Regions from separate parts of the Mus musculus genome. Here region 1 is linked to region 2. A link is a contact called in public promoter capture Hi-C data. All regions are on one chromosome and are shown on one strand. The core of a region is the stretch at or near the end of the contact, and the rest is flanking DNA. Distances in the headings are between cores, read along the strand shown. Region 1 overlaps Ipmk (inositol polyphosphate multikinase). Region 2 overlaps Gm20609 (predicted gene 20609).

Region 1 (6,450 bases), core at 2,703-5,202, 66 kb after region 2:
CCCCCAATTCCTGCCTGGTCCTTTTCATTTTCCCATACACAGTTAGTTTGTTTGTTTGTTTGTTTGTTTGTTTCTTTCTTTCTTTCTTTTTTCCTTCCTTCCTTCCTTCCTTCCTTCCTTCCTTCCTTCCTTCCTTCCTTCCTTCCTTCGTTTCTCTCTTTCTTTCCCTCTCACTGGACTATAAATATCTATCTATCTATCTATCTATCTAGATATAGATACACATATATACACACATATATATATAGTGGTGGGACACAGCTTTAATCCTAGCAGGCGCATTTCTGTGAGTTAAAGGCCACCCTGGTCTACAAAGAGAGTTCCAGGACATCCAGGGCAACACAGAGAAACCCTGTCTTGAACCAAACCAAACTAAACCAAACCAACCAACCAACCAAACAAACAAACAAAAAACCCCAAAGAACTGGGGGCTGCAAAGATGGCTCAGCAGTTAAGAACACTGACTGCTCTTCCAGACGATCTGAGTTCAATTTCCAGCAGCTACATGGTAGCTCACGACCATCTGTAATGGGATCCGATGCACTCTTCTGGTATGTCTGAAGACAGTGACAGTGTACTCATATACATTAAAAAAAAAAATCTTAAAAAGAAAAAAAAGCCCAACCACCACCACCAACAACAGAAAAGATAAAATAAAAACAACCAAAATAGGACAAAACAACCATCACATTTACATACACAGAAATCTTATAGAAACAGGAAACCAGGAATGTAAAGAAGAGAAAAACAGGTGCTGGCAAAGCATCGTGAGAAAAGAGCCTCCAGAAACACCACTGAGTTTGTTTCGTGTTGGCCGTTTACTGCTGGGCATGGTCTTAAGAGTCCTCTGTATCCACTGAAGCTCCACTGGAGAGAATGGATTTCCCTGTTGAGAGCAACTGGAGAGAACTCCTGTGTTAGGGATGGGATCCTGTGCCCACTTCCCCCCCGATGGGCTGGCCCTGTGTGTCCTGTCGCAGTTTCTGCGCTTTCACGTGTGTGGTTCTGCTGTGTTAAAGAGGTCATGTTTCCATGGAATCTTTCATCCTCACCTGCTCTTGCACTGCCTCCTCCTCTTCCTCCTGTCCTTCGTCCCCTCCCCCTCCCGTCCTTCTCCACAGAGTTCCCTGATAGGCCAGGGAGGAGCTACTTGATAGTGACATCCCATTTGGGACTGAGTGTCTCAAGTCTCTGCACCCTGTCTGGCTGTGCTCTCTGTGTTTGTTCCTGTCTGCTGCAGAAGAAACCTTCTCTGATGATGGCTGGGCAAAGGCGCCTGCCTGTGCATGAGTATAGCACAGTGCCATTACGGATCATTTCACCGCTCCAATCGGTAGCAGTTGGTTTCTCATAGGTTCCTGGTCTATCTGGTCTCTGGTTCTTGGCCACCTGAGCAGTATTGGGAATGGGTTCCACCTCACACAGTGAGCCTCACCTCAAATCAGATATTGGTTGGTTAGTCCACCATTGACTATCAGAGGGTTTGTAGCTGGGTTGGCGTTTACCTTTCTCCTTTGGAAGTGTGCAGAGTACCCTCTGGCACCATAACCACTAGGAATCAGGGGTGAAGGCTCTAGGTAGGACCAGCCTGACTTCTTCATGTTCAACAAGCTGTGTAGGTATTTCAGCAAGAGGACCTGACTATCAGTTTGTGCGTAGCAGCCAATGGTCTTGGCAACAGCCTGAGTTGCTTGGGAGTTCCCAACAACTCAATTAGATGTCAGCCATTCCTTCATCTGGAGGCCTCCTTTGGTGATGAGAGATGTCCAGCTGGGGCTCTGTCTCCCAGTTATTTGGCAGTTTCCTTTAGCTCACCTTCATAATAGGTACATATTTTAGGAAGCTTCTACTGTATTAGGTTCCATATCACCTCTCAAACGGTCCCTCCCTGTCTTATTGGTGCTCTATTGCTGTGAAGAGGCGCTATGACCACGATGACTCTTACAAAGGAAAGCATTTAGTCAGGGCTTGCTCACAGTCTCAGAGGGTTAAGTTCATTAATGTCATGGTGGGGAACATGGAGTGTGCAGGCGGACATGGTAGCTGAGAGTTCTACATCCAGACCTGAAGGCAGCATGAAGAGAGAGCCACTGTGCCTGGCTTGGGTGCTTGAAACCTCAGCCTACTCCCCAGTGACACACTCTAACAAGGCCATACCTACTCCAGCAAGGTCACACCTCCTAATCCTTTCAATTAGTGCCACTCCCTGGTGACCAAGCATTCAAGTCTGTGAGCCTGTGGAGGCCACTCTCATCCAACCCCTGCCTCCCCAATAACAATTCTATTTCTCCTCCCTAGGGGGATTAACCCTTTCCTTTGGTCCCTTACTATAGCCCTAACCTGTGGTTGTATGGATTGTAGCCTGTCTATTGAAGATTGACATTCACATATAAATGAATGCATACTGTATTTGGTTTTTTTTTTGGGGGGGTCTGGATAATCTCACTGAGATGATATTTTTTCTTCCTAACTCCATCCATTTACCTGTGAATTTCACAATTCCTTCCTTCCTTCCTTCCTTCCTTCCTTCTTTCCTTCCTTCCTTCCTTCCTTCCAACAGCTGAGTAGTACTCAGTTTTGTAAATGTACCACATTTCCTCTATTCATTCATCTGCCGACACATCCCTAGGTTGCTCCCAATCTCTGGCTATTATAAATAGAGCAGCAGTGAACACGACTGAGCCAGTGTCGTCTCTGCAGTGGGATGAAGCATCCTTTGGGTAGATGCCCAAGAGTGGGCTAGCTGAATCTTAAGGTAGAGCTATTCCAGCTTCCTGAGGCAACCCCACACTGATTTCCATAGCGGTTGTACAAGTTTGCACTCCCACCAGCAATGGAAGAGAGTGAGTGCCCTTACTCCGCGTCCTCTCCAGCACGAGCTGTCACCTGTTTTATTGATCTTGGCCATTCTGTAAGATAAAATTTCAAAAGCAGTTTGGACTTGCATTGCCCTGTTGATTGAGTTACATAAGAGTAATTTGCCTAAGCTGTAGATTCCCAAGTGTGGTTAAATAGTAAGGTGGGTTTTTTATTAATTATTATTATTATTATTATTATTGTTGTTGTTGTTGTTGTTGTTGTTATTATTATTATTATCTTGGTTTTTTTCGAGACAGGGTTTCTGTATGTAGCCCTTTCTGTCCTGGAATTCACTCTGTAGACCAGGCTGGCCCCAAACTCAGGTCCACCTGCCTCTGCCTCCTGAATGCTGGGATTAATGGTGTGAGCCACCATCACCTGGCCAAAGTGAAGGATTTCACCTGCTGTGAGCACACTCTATAAGTGACTGGGCTGCACAGTTTAACCCCGACTCTGATGTATTTCGTTACAGGCGTCTCCAAGTTTTTCCACAATGGCTTCTGTTTAAGAAAAGATGCGATTGCCGCCAGTATTCAGAAGGTAGAGAAGATTCTCCAGTGGTTTGAAAATCAGAAGCAGCTTAACTTTTACGCAAGTTCTTTACTGTTTGTTTATGAAGGTTCATCTCAGCCAGCTACTACAAAAGCAAACGATAGAACTTTGGCGGGGAGGTTTCTCTCCAAAGGACCCCTGACGGATGCGGACGGCCTGGAGTGCAATAACAACTTCCACCTGTTCGGCGCCCCGCCCAACGGGATGTCGGTGGGCAAGAGCTTATCGAAGGCGTACTCGAGGCACAGAAAGCTGTATGCAAAAAAGCACCAGAGTCAGACTTCCCTGAAAGTCGAAACGCTGGAGCAAGACAACGGGTGGAGAAGCATGTCCCAGGAACACTTAAACGGAAACGTGCTTGCCCAACTGGAAAAGGTGTTCTACCACCTTCCCGCGGGTCGTCCGGAGATCCCGGAAGCGGAAGTACGGATGATAGACTTTGCTCACGTGTTCCCTAGCAACACAGTCGATGAGGGGTATGTTTACGGTCTGAAGCATCTAATTGCCGTGCTTCGGAGTATTTTAGACAGTTGAGTCTTGCTGCAGTCTGTGAAGGAGCGGGCCAATCACCATGGAGAGCTGCAGGCGTTAGCCGAGCACCTGTACTGCTCTGTAAAAAATTTGTATTGTGAGTCAGCGTTTTATTTGTCTTTATACTTTTGGTAGATGGTTAACTTTTTTATATTCTTACTCAGGAATACTAATTTGTTCATTAGAAAACTATGAAGAATAAAGAAAAAGGAATGTCGAGCAGGGAGTGTGTGGAACACGGAGCAAACAGCTGTAACACTCGCAAATCATTACGCAGTCATTTAGAGGTCACATAGCTTTCTGTAGCCAGTCACCATGAAATCTGTCCACCCAACCTTGCCAGTGAGCCGACCCTAAACTATGACTTTATCAGACCATCCTAAGATCTAGAAAGGTCCCTAAAACTGGAGAAGATTTTACACGGAAACGAGGCTCTGTGGGTTCTATATTAAAGGCAGAGTGCAGCGCAGCGAATGAAAGAAAGGTGCTTAAGCCAGCAGGGCTCCCTCCCGGTCCTGTCTGCTCTGTGCTGAGCATCATGGGAAGGGGAGTGTCAGGTGGCCGGCAGCAGCTAACAGCACAAATTTTCCTCCCTAGGGTCAAGAGAAGAGAGATATTTGTAAAGAACATATTACCCTTTTCTTTCTTTTGTTTTAAAGAATTTCATTTATGGAAAAGTCTTCATTTACTATGTTGTGAAAGCTGTCATAAAACACCCTCTTTTTATTACCAGTGAGGCTCCCGAGAGGTGAATGGTGGAAACTTTGTTTTATCTCTTCTTTAATTTTTGAGAGTCTTCCATTTTAGAAAATCCATTCTTTAAAATGTATCCCCATTGACTTTTTAAGCCTTAGCATAAACATTATCTCTCAGAATTTGGTTAAGCATCCACAGAACGCTGTGCCCAGTGCACTGGAGGAACCCTGCTTAGGTCTCACAACAGAACGCTGTGCCCAGTGCACTGGAGGAACCCTGCTTAGGTCTCACAACAGAACGTTGTGCCCAGTGCACTGGAGGAACCCTGCTTAGGTCTCACTCCCGTGGTGTCTAACAGAGAGGTCCTAGTTAATTTCACTCGGAGCAACAGGCAGGCAACTTTTCCTTGAAAAAAAAGATATTTATAAGTGTCATGTTTATTTTACCACTACCACCTTTTTCAAAGCTGTCGTTAAAGTGTTTTCAAAACTGAAATTAAATTTGCAAATCTTTTTGCTGTGCTTGCTTGCCCTTTGACCCGCTGATGTGATAAAATAACTGAACAGCTTGTCCTTTTTAGACAAGCTTTGAGTCACGACCTGACCTTTTTTTCCTTTTCACCTCTTTTTTCCTTGAGGTTTACAAATCAAACTGCAAAATCCAAGAACCATTTTCTGTAATGTGGAGGAACTTTTACAGTCCAAATGTAGTTTGCAAATGCCCACGCTCAAATGTGAGCCGGAAAGGAATGGGTCATTAACCAGAGTGGGTCTGGTTAACGTGCCTTTTAGGGGTTTTCTCTGGGAGGCTGCAGGTGTTCTCAGACCTGCAAGAACGACACATTCTCTGCCCAGGTGTGGACTGGCTATACCTATTTTTGTTTCTCTCATTTTGTGGGAGTGAATTTTAAGTGATAATTATTAGAAAACTTTCAGTTTGACTGTTTTTCTTACAATATTGACTTGTTATCTGGGTGTGATTCAGGAACTCTCAAGCCCATCTGCTGAACACTATTTTGGCTCTTAAGAGGCAGTTTGAGATGGTATCAGCCTATATATGAGGAATTGGGAAACTTGAGTATTCGAAGCTTTGGGCACACTTCAGCTTAGTAAAGTCTCTGATCTACAGCTGTTTCAAACATTTCGGAAGCCAGCATCCTGCCTTTTCGACAAGTAGGTTTTGTCTGAATAAAACAGGAAGTGATTCTTCCCCCTGCTTCTCAGGGAAGGGGTGAGCATCCAGTTCTTCTCGTTTACAGTTTCCCAACTGCTGGCCACTTTGTGTTACTTTGTGCTCCTTGATGCCATGATCAACATGTTCGTGATGTAAGCAACCTGTGGTGGGTGTTTCCCGGTCTGTCCTGTCTTTAAAAATGATGCTGAGATTTGCCACTTTGGGGAAGAGGCATCTGTCACTAACCATGCATATGTGAACACACGGATATTTAAGAAATGAGCAAATGAGGAGGTGGTTTGAACTGGTGGTGATGCTAGCCGCCCCCTCTTAGCCCCCCCAACATGATTTGAGTGTGTTCCTTATGGGATGCACTCATGGAAAGGACTTGTGGGTGTGAATACATTTCTCAAATAAAAGTTTAAATTGTAAAATAGTTTTATAATAAAGTATTTACATTAATTATTTTAATATGGATGGAAGTTGCATAAATTATAATTGTGAACTATTTAGTCTTTCAAGAGAGTTTTGAAAAATGTATGTAAGTGGCTCTGATGGCTGTGGTGTTAAATTAGTATGCGATGCTTTGTTCTGTGTGTTTGGAGGGGGCTGGGCACTCTACCTGTCCACACTACAGAC
Region 2 (6,793 bases), core at 2,117-4,616:
TAAGTGTATGCGTGTGTGCATGTACACACACACACACACACACACACACACACACACACACACACACACATACTGACTAAGAGCTCTAGGATTTGTCTGTGTCTAGTTATAATCGGCAGGTAATATTACATGTTTGTAAGCACAAAATGGGGCAGACCTTTCCCAGATCTCCAGTATTTGTAAAAATCAAGGTTATCAATTTTATTTATCTACTTTATGTATGTAAGTACAGATGGCTGTGGTTGTAGAGAATTGAACTTGGGACCTCTGGTTCTCTCCAGTTGTGAGGTTAATAATTTAATGACTATGATGAGGTAAGTGATTTCACCACAGAAGGTTACTCTTTGCTTGTTTGTCCAGTGCTGGGAATAGAACTCAGGGCTGTAGCAAGAAGTAATGGTCTCTCACTGGGCTACAGTCCCCAGACTCTCTGTCATAATGCTTGGACTGAAGCTAAAATCTTCAAATTTCTTCTGTTGTTCGTTCGCTTCTCATTTCCATACCAGATGTTTGCCTCAGGAGTCTGTAGTCGTTGGCTCTTTGGCCTCAGTTTGAAGTCATGGGTGGGTATACTTTAGGGATCTCTGTGTATGTCAACATTTTCTTTGATTTTTATGTTGGGACAGGGTGAGGAGGGAATTGGTAAGGGAAGAAAACAGAAGGAAAGAGTGCAGGTCTCCTTGTTTAATATGCAGAATTTCCTCTAGTCCTGCTAGAGGTGTTCTTGTCCAGCCTGTTGCCATATGAAACTCTGGGTCTGAGTCCTCCTCCATAGTGACAACTGCTCACAGTGAACCCTCACCGGTACTTCTGAGTGTAGGGACTCACAGTGAGCCTGATGGGAGATTTGTGGAGAAGGCTCCATAATGATCTAGGCAGAGATTCAACTCTCCTGTTTCCAGTGATCTGCCTGCCTCACACCACCATATATAAGGTGACAGGCGCCTTTTGGACATCTACAATCCTGATACTCTGGAGATGAGACAAGAAAGAAATAGAATTATACCCAATCCTTGAATTTCTACAGAGTTCTGTTCGTCTAAATGTTATGAGTTTTTTATTAAATAAAAAATTTCATCAATATAAAGTATTGAAAGGAATATTTGTATGTCTGTGATTTTTTCTGCAGACTTCTATTTTTCTAAGCAGTGTAGCATTTTAAAATAAAGGGCTGGAGAGATGGCTCAGTGGTTAAGAGCACTGACTGCTTTTCCAGAGGTCCTGAGTTCAATTGCCAGCAACCACATGGTGACTCACAACCATCTGTAATGAGATCTGATGCTCTCTTCTGGTGCATTTGAAGACAGCTACAGTATACTTACATATAATAATAAATAAATTTTTAAAATAAAAATGCTGACCTGGAGGTAGTGGTGCATACCTTTAATCCTGGCAATTGGGAGGCAGAAGAAGATGGATCTCTGAGTTTGAAGCCAGTCTGGTGTAGAGAGTGAGTTCCAGGACAGCCAGCAGAAATCAGTTCCAGAGAAACACTGGCTGTCTCAAAAGTGAATGAATGAATGAAATAAAAATGTTATACATAGGGCCAGTCAGATGTCCTTGGTCTGTGCTGCTGCCAAGGGCTATGATAGCATGGCAGAGGGCCGTGTTGATGTCCGTGGATGATACAGCCACTGGAGACCACACTGAGGTCTGTGGCACGTGCTGGGGCTGGAGACCACGTAGAAGCCCTTTATCACGCCCCTGATGACTCTAAAGGGCAAGGGAGCTACCTTTGCAGTGGTTCAGATGGCTGTAGACTCAGTTGAGAAAGGGCGACATAGAAACTTCTGTGACAACCCTGATCCCTTCTTTAAAAAAAAAAAGTTAACGGTCTAGACAGAAAGTCATCAAAGACAACTCATAAAAACTGAGATAAGGATGCTGAAGCTTAGTCTCCATGATGGATGGCTTCTGGCAGGGGTGCAGGTCGGGAAGGACTCAGTGTTCTTTAAAGGACTGGCCACCAAGGAGTCTGACCATTCTCCAGAGAGTATATGGGGAATGTGAATTGGACTTACTGTTTCTTCTTTTTTGGGGGGAGTGTGTCATAAGATTTGGGGGACAGACCTGAGAGGATTGGGAAATGAGTGTGATCAAGGTACATGATGTGAAATTCCTAAACAGTTGGTGAAAATATTACATTGGAAAAAGAAAAGAAGAATGTCGTGGCAGGAAAATGGGTACAACTGGAAATAATGATAAACAGATAAAATCATCCTCCACAAAGACAAGAATGTTATTAATGTAGAAATACTGTTATAAACTCTTTACCTAAAAATCTAAAAATATCATCCAATCTTCCAAAACTATAGAGTCTCTTGGGAGGCGGATGAATCTGGAACTTGCTTTAAAATTCTTCATTAGTGGGCTGGAGAGATGGCTCAGTGGTTAAGAACACTGACTGCACTTGCAGAGGTCCTAAATTCAATTCCCGGCAACCACATGGTGGCTCACAACCATCTGTAATGGGATCTGATGCCCTCTTCTAGTATGCCTGAAGAGAGCAATGGTGTACTCATATACATAAAATATGTAAATAATCTTAAAAAAAAAAAGTCTTCGCTGGGCGTGATGGTGCATGCTTTTAATCCCAGCACTTGGGAGGCAGAGGCAGGCGAATTTCTGAGTTCGAGGCCAGCTTGGTCTACAGAGTGAGTTCCAGGACAGCCAAGGCTACACAAAGAAACCCTGTCTTAGAAAAAAAAGAAGAAAAGAAAAGAAAAAAAAAAGAAAGAAAGAAAGAAAGAAAGAAAGAAAGAAAAGTCTTCATTACTGAACAATTTTTTTGATATATTTAATCTTCAGTGTTGTGTAGGAGAGGGTCTAAGATTTTTCCTCTGTTGGCTACCCAGTCACTTCAGCAACATCCTTTGAATGATTTATCTTTTGTCGGCTTAGATTTTTTCAAAACCTACTTTAATAAGGGTTCTCAAACCGTTTGGCCTCTGCCCCTTCTAGCTCACCATGCAAAGATATGGGAGAAAAGATGGTAAATAGGACAAGAGGATGTGGACCTGTTTAGGAACAGTTCTTTTTTTTTTTTTTTAAGATTTATTTATTTATTATATGTAAGTACACTGTAGCTGTCTCCAGACAATCCAGAAGAGGGCATCAGATTTCATTATGGATGGTTGTGAGCCACCACGTTGTTGGGACCTTCGGAAGAGCAGTCGGCTCTCTCAACCCCTGAGCCATCTCGCCAGCCCCTAGAAACAGTTCTTTGGGGACAATTCTAATTTCCTTTTGTCAGGATACCAGCAGTCCAGTTCAAAAATGTCACCAAACTTGAATTAGCAGTGGTGGCATGATCCAGCACAAACAGCCAGGCCTCCACCGAGTAGCCACGAGTCAGCAGGAGGTACCAGGACCAGCCAGGGTTGCTAGGAGAAGTTCTCTGCTGTGCCTCTTAGTGAAGTGAAGACTCAACACCAAAGAGGCACTGCGCGGCTAGCTATGCAAGCGCCCCATCACTGTATATGAGTCCTATTTATACTCTCTCCAAATGCCACGTGTTCTCTCTGCGGTCTCGCTTCAGCAAAACATCCCGTGGGTCTGGATCATGCGACACAACCAGAAATTTCTACTTCAAGCTTTTTCTTTGACAGGTTGGACTTTCATGCTAAACTCTCTTTGAGTTAAGGTGCTTTCTAGGTTCCCCCGTTGTTTGCTTGTTTGTTTGTTTGTTTTTTAATTCTCCACTGCATTTCTCACTTCTTGTTTGTCACTTAAGTCTAACCATAGGCGCGACTCTCCATGGTTTGAGGGTAATCATAGCCTTGCGCTTTCTGCAGCATCCCAGGGTGCACTCCCTTCGAAAGCCTGCGACAACCATCTGTTCTTTCTCCCCCTCTCTACATTCAGTCATCTCCTGCTGTGTGTTAATCTGCAGATGCTACCAAACACATACAGGGTTAAATATACTTTCTCATTAAAAAAAAAAAAAAAACCAAAACACATCTAAAGTTGCAAGCTTTTAAATTCAACAAAAGAAACTCCCAAACGAACCAGAACATGACACACAGAGTGAAGCATCATTTTTTTTTTTTAAGATTTATTTATTTATTATATGTAAGTACACTGTAGCTGTCTTCAGACGCACCAGAAGAGGGCATCAGATCTCATTACGGGTGGTTGTGAGCCACCATGTGGTTGCTGGGATTTGAACTTTGGACCTTCGGAAGAGCAGTCGGGTGCTCTTACCAACTGAGCCATCTCACCAGCCCAAGCATCATTTTAAAAAAGAAACTAATAATAAGAAATAATTTAAGCCGGGCGTGGTGGCGCATGCCTTTAATCCCAGCACTCGGGAGGCAGAGGCAGGCAGATTTCTAAGTTCGAGGCCAGCCTGGTCTACAAAGTGAGTTCCAGGACAGCCAGGGCTATACAGAGAAACCCTGTCTCGAAAAACCAAAAAAAAAAAAAAAAAAAGAAAAGAAAAAGAAAAAGAAATAATTTAAAATTATGGGACAGAGACTTGTCTGGTGCTAGTCCAAACACAGTAAGATATATTAAAAGGAAGAATAGTTGGATTATAAGCAAATAACATTATCTATCTATCTATCTATCTATCTATCTATCTATCCATCTATCTATCTGAGATCAGGTCTCACTGTATAGCTCAGGCTAGCCTGGAACTTGCTACATAGACCAGACTGGCCTGGAACTCAGTGATCTTATCTCTGCTTCTGGGGTACTGGGACTAACCATGTCCTGCCACAAGTTATATTTATATGATATACTTCATACACAGCGCACAGCCAATTAAAATTACTCAGAAAGCTTGAGTGTAAAGGCAGAAAGACTTACTGAGAAAATACATATAAAAGGAAAGTCATCCTGGACCGGAGGTCTAGCTCAGCTTTCTTAGCACTCACAAGGCCCCAAGTTCACTATCTGGCATCACAAAACAAGAGTGAGGAAGAACATGTCACATAGAGGAATCAGGTAAGCAGGCATGGGGGCTGGGATACGGAGACAAGTTGGGAACACTAAGCAGTAAGTAGAGTGTTAAATACCAGGCAGGTGAGGAGGTACTTATGAGAGAGGAAATGATAAGCTCTACTCATATTAAGAAGGGCCTTGGGCTGGAGAGATGGCTCAGCGGTTAAGGGCATTGTCTGCTCTCCCAGAGGTCATGAGTTCAAATCCCAGCAACCACATGGTGGCTCATAACCATCTGTAATGGGATTCAATGTCCTCTTCTGGTATGTCTGAAGACAGCTACAGTGTGCTCAAATATATAAGATAAATAAATCTTAAGAAGGAGAAGGGGAAAGAAGAAGAAGAAGGAGGAGGAGGAGGAGGAGGAAGAGGAAGAAGAAGAAGAAGAAGAAGAAGAAGAAGAAGAAGAAGAAGAAGAAGAAGAAGAAGAAGAAGAAGAAGAAGAAGAAAGATTGTCCACAGGTAATGTGGGATGAGTGGGAGCCTATATCTCTGCATTGTCTGCAACAGTCCCCTCAAATAGGAGAGAGATAAAAGATGGCACTGGGATGTAGCTCAGCTGGCAGAGTCTCGCTTAGCACACACAACCTTCCACAGGCCATGAAGTGGGAGTGTTGCTCATGTAGCACACACCGCCTACTTACCACACTAATGAACACATGCTGTAAGAGGAAGAAACATACAACTAGAGTGTTAGTCAAATGCTTCTTACCAAGAGGGGTGAAAAGTCAAATTCATTATCCTTCGGAACATCAGAAGAGCAGAGGGCATGTTCTGCCCATAAGGACGTTCCTGGGAATGCTTCTCATAGTGTAGGATGCGTGTGAAGGTAACACAAGCTTGGGTACTTTCATTTGATCCTGCATGTGGAGTTTCATTATTATCATTTTTTCTTAAACTGTTTTTCATAGGCTCTTTCCTTTTGATGCTATGTCCAAAGCCATGAGTATGCTCAGGCTACAGAAGAGGCTTGCCTCTAGTACCCTCCACTGTAGGAAAAGGAAGATCTGGTTGGACCCCAAAAAAGACCAATGAAATCGCCAATGCCAACTCCCGCCAGCAGATCAGGAAGTTGATCAAAGATGGGCTGATCATCCGGAAGCCTGTGATTGTCCATTCCTGGGCTCGCTGACAGAAAAACACCTTGGCCAGATGGAAGGACAGGAATATGGGCATAGGGAAGAGGAAGGGTATTGCCAATGCTCAGATGCTGAGAAGGTGACCTGGATGAGAAGGGTGAGGATCCTGCGCCAGCTTCTCAGGAGATACCAGGAATCTAAGAAGATTGACCGCCATATGTATAAGAGCCTGTACCTGAAGGTCAAAGGGAATGTATTCAAAAACAAGCGGATCTTCATGGAGCACATCCACAAACTGAAGGCAGACAAGGCCCGCAAGAGCTCCTGCCTGACCAGGCTGAGGCTCGCAGGTCTAAGACCAAGAAAGCACGAAAGTGCCGAGAGGAGTGCCTCCAGGCCAAGAAGGAAGAGGCCATCAAGACTCTGTCCAAGGAGGAAGAGACCAAGAAATAAAGCTTCCCTCATGTCTGTACATAGTGGCCTGTCTGTGGCCTCACGTGGATCAGTCATTGAAATAAAACAAGCCATTGTCCATTAACAACAAAAAAATGATTTTCATACATTTGACCATATTTATCCCTCTCCCAAATCCTCCAAGATCCTCTCTACCTCCCTACCCACCCAACTTCCTGCTCCCTGTCTTAAAAACAAAGCACAAAACAATTAAAACAAACAAAATTCCAATAAGACAACAACAATGACGATGACGACAACAACAACAACAGTAAATCCCAAAGCAAAAAAGCACACAAAGAAACAGTCTATTTTGT

The links. Capture Hi-C pulls out chosen DNA fragments and counts their contacts.
Region 1: a contact with region 2 is called in a promoter capture Hi-C map of pancreatic islet. The contact joins two enhancer-like sites. A contact is called at or near these places in 3 of 15 datasets of contacts at CTCF or cohesin (the NIH/3T3 cell line, large pre-B cells and pro-B cells), 83 of 484 Hi-C or Micro-C datasets (the 3T3-L1 cell line, 3T3-L1-derived adipocytes, the 4T1 cell line and 54 more), 10 of 115 datasets of contacts at active chromatin or transcription factors (the 230-238 cell line, CD8 T cells, double positive thymocytes and 6 more) and 4 of 9 other capture datasets (adipose tissue, embryonic tail, liver and 1 more).

The regions. Positions count from the first base shown.
Region 1 is chr10:71,377,874-71,384,323 of GRCm38.p6, forward strand. It overlaps Ipmk (inositol polyphosphate multikinase), which reads left to right. Exons shown (of 6, transcript NM_027184.2): 6 at 3,332-6,450. The coding sequence ends at 3,945. Among named protein-coding and RNA genes, the nearest start is that of Ipmk, 33 kb to the left of the region's middle. Within about 2 kb of position 3,953, at least 26 of the 459 cell types and tissues checked have an H3K27ac peak or open chromatin away from gene starts, as enhancers often do. A contact at or near this core is called in pancreatic islet, where this site is marked.
Region 2 is chr10:71,312,880-71,319,672 of GRCm38.p6, forward strand. Gm20609 (predicted gene 20609) reads left to right here. Exons shown (of 4, transcript NR_152791.1): 4 at 1-1,098. It also overlaps the pseudogene Rpl19-ps2. Among named protein-coding and RNA genes, the nearest start is that of Gm20609, 5.5 kb to the left of the region's middle. Within about 2 kb of position 3,367, at least 2 of the 459 cell types and tissues checked have an H3K27ac peak or open chromatin away from gene starts, as enhancers often do. A contact at or near this core is called in pancreatic islet, where this site is marked.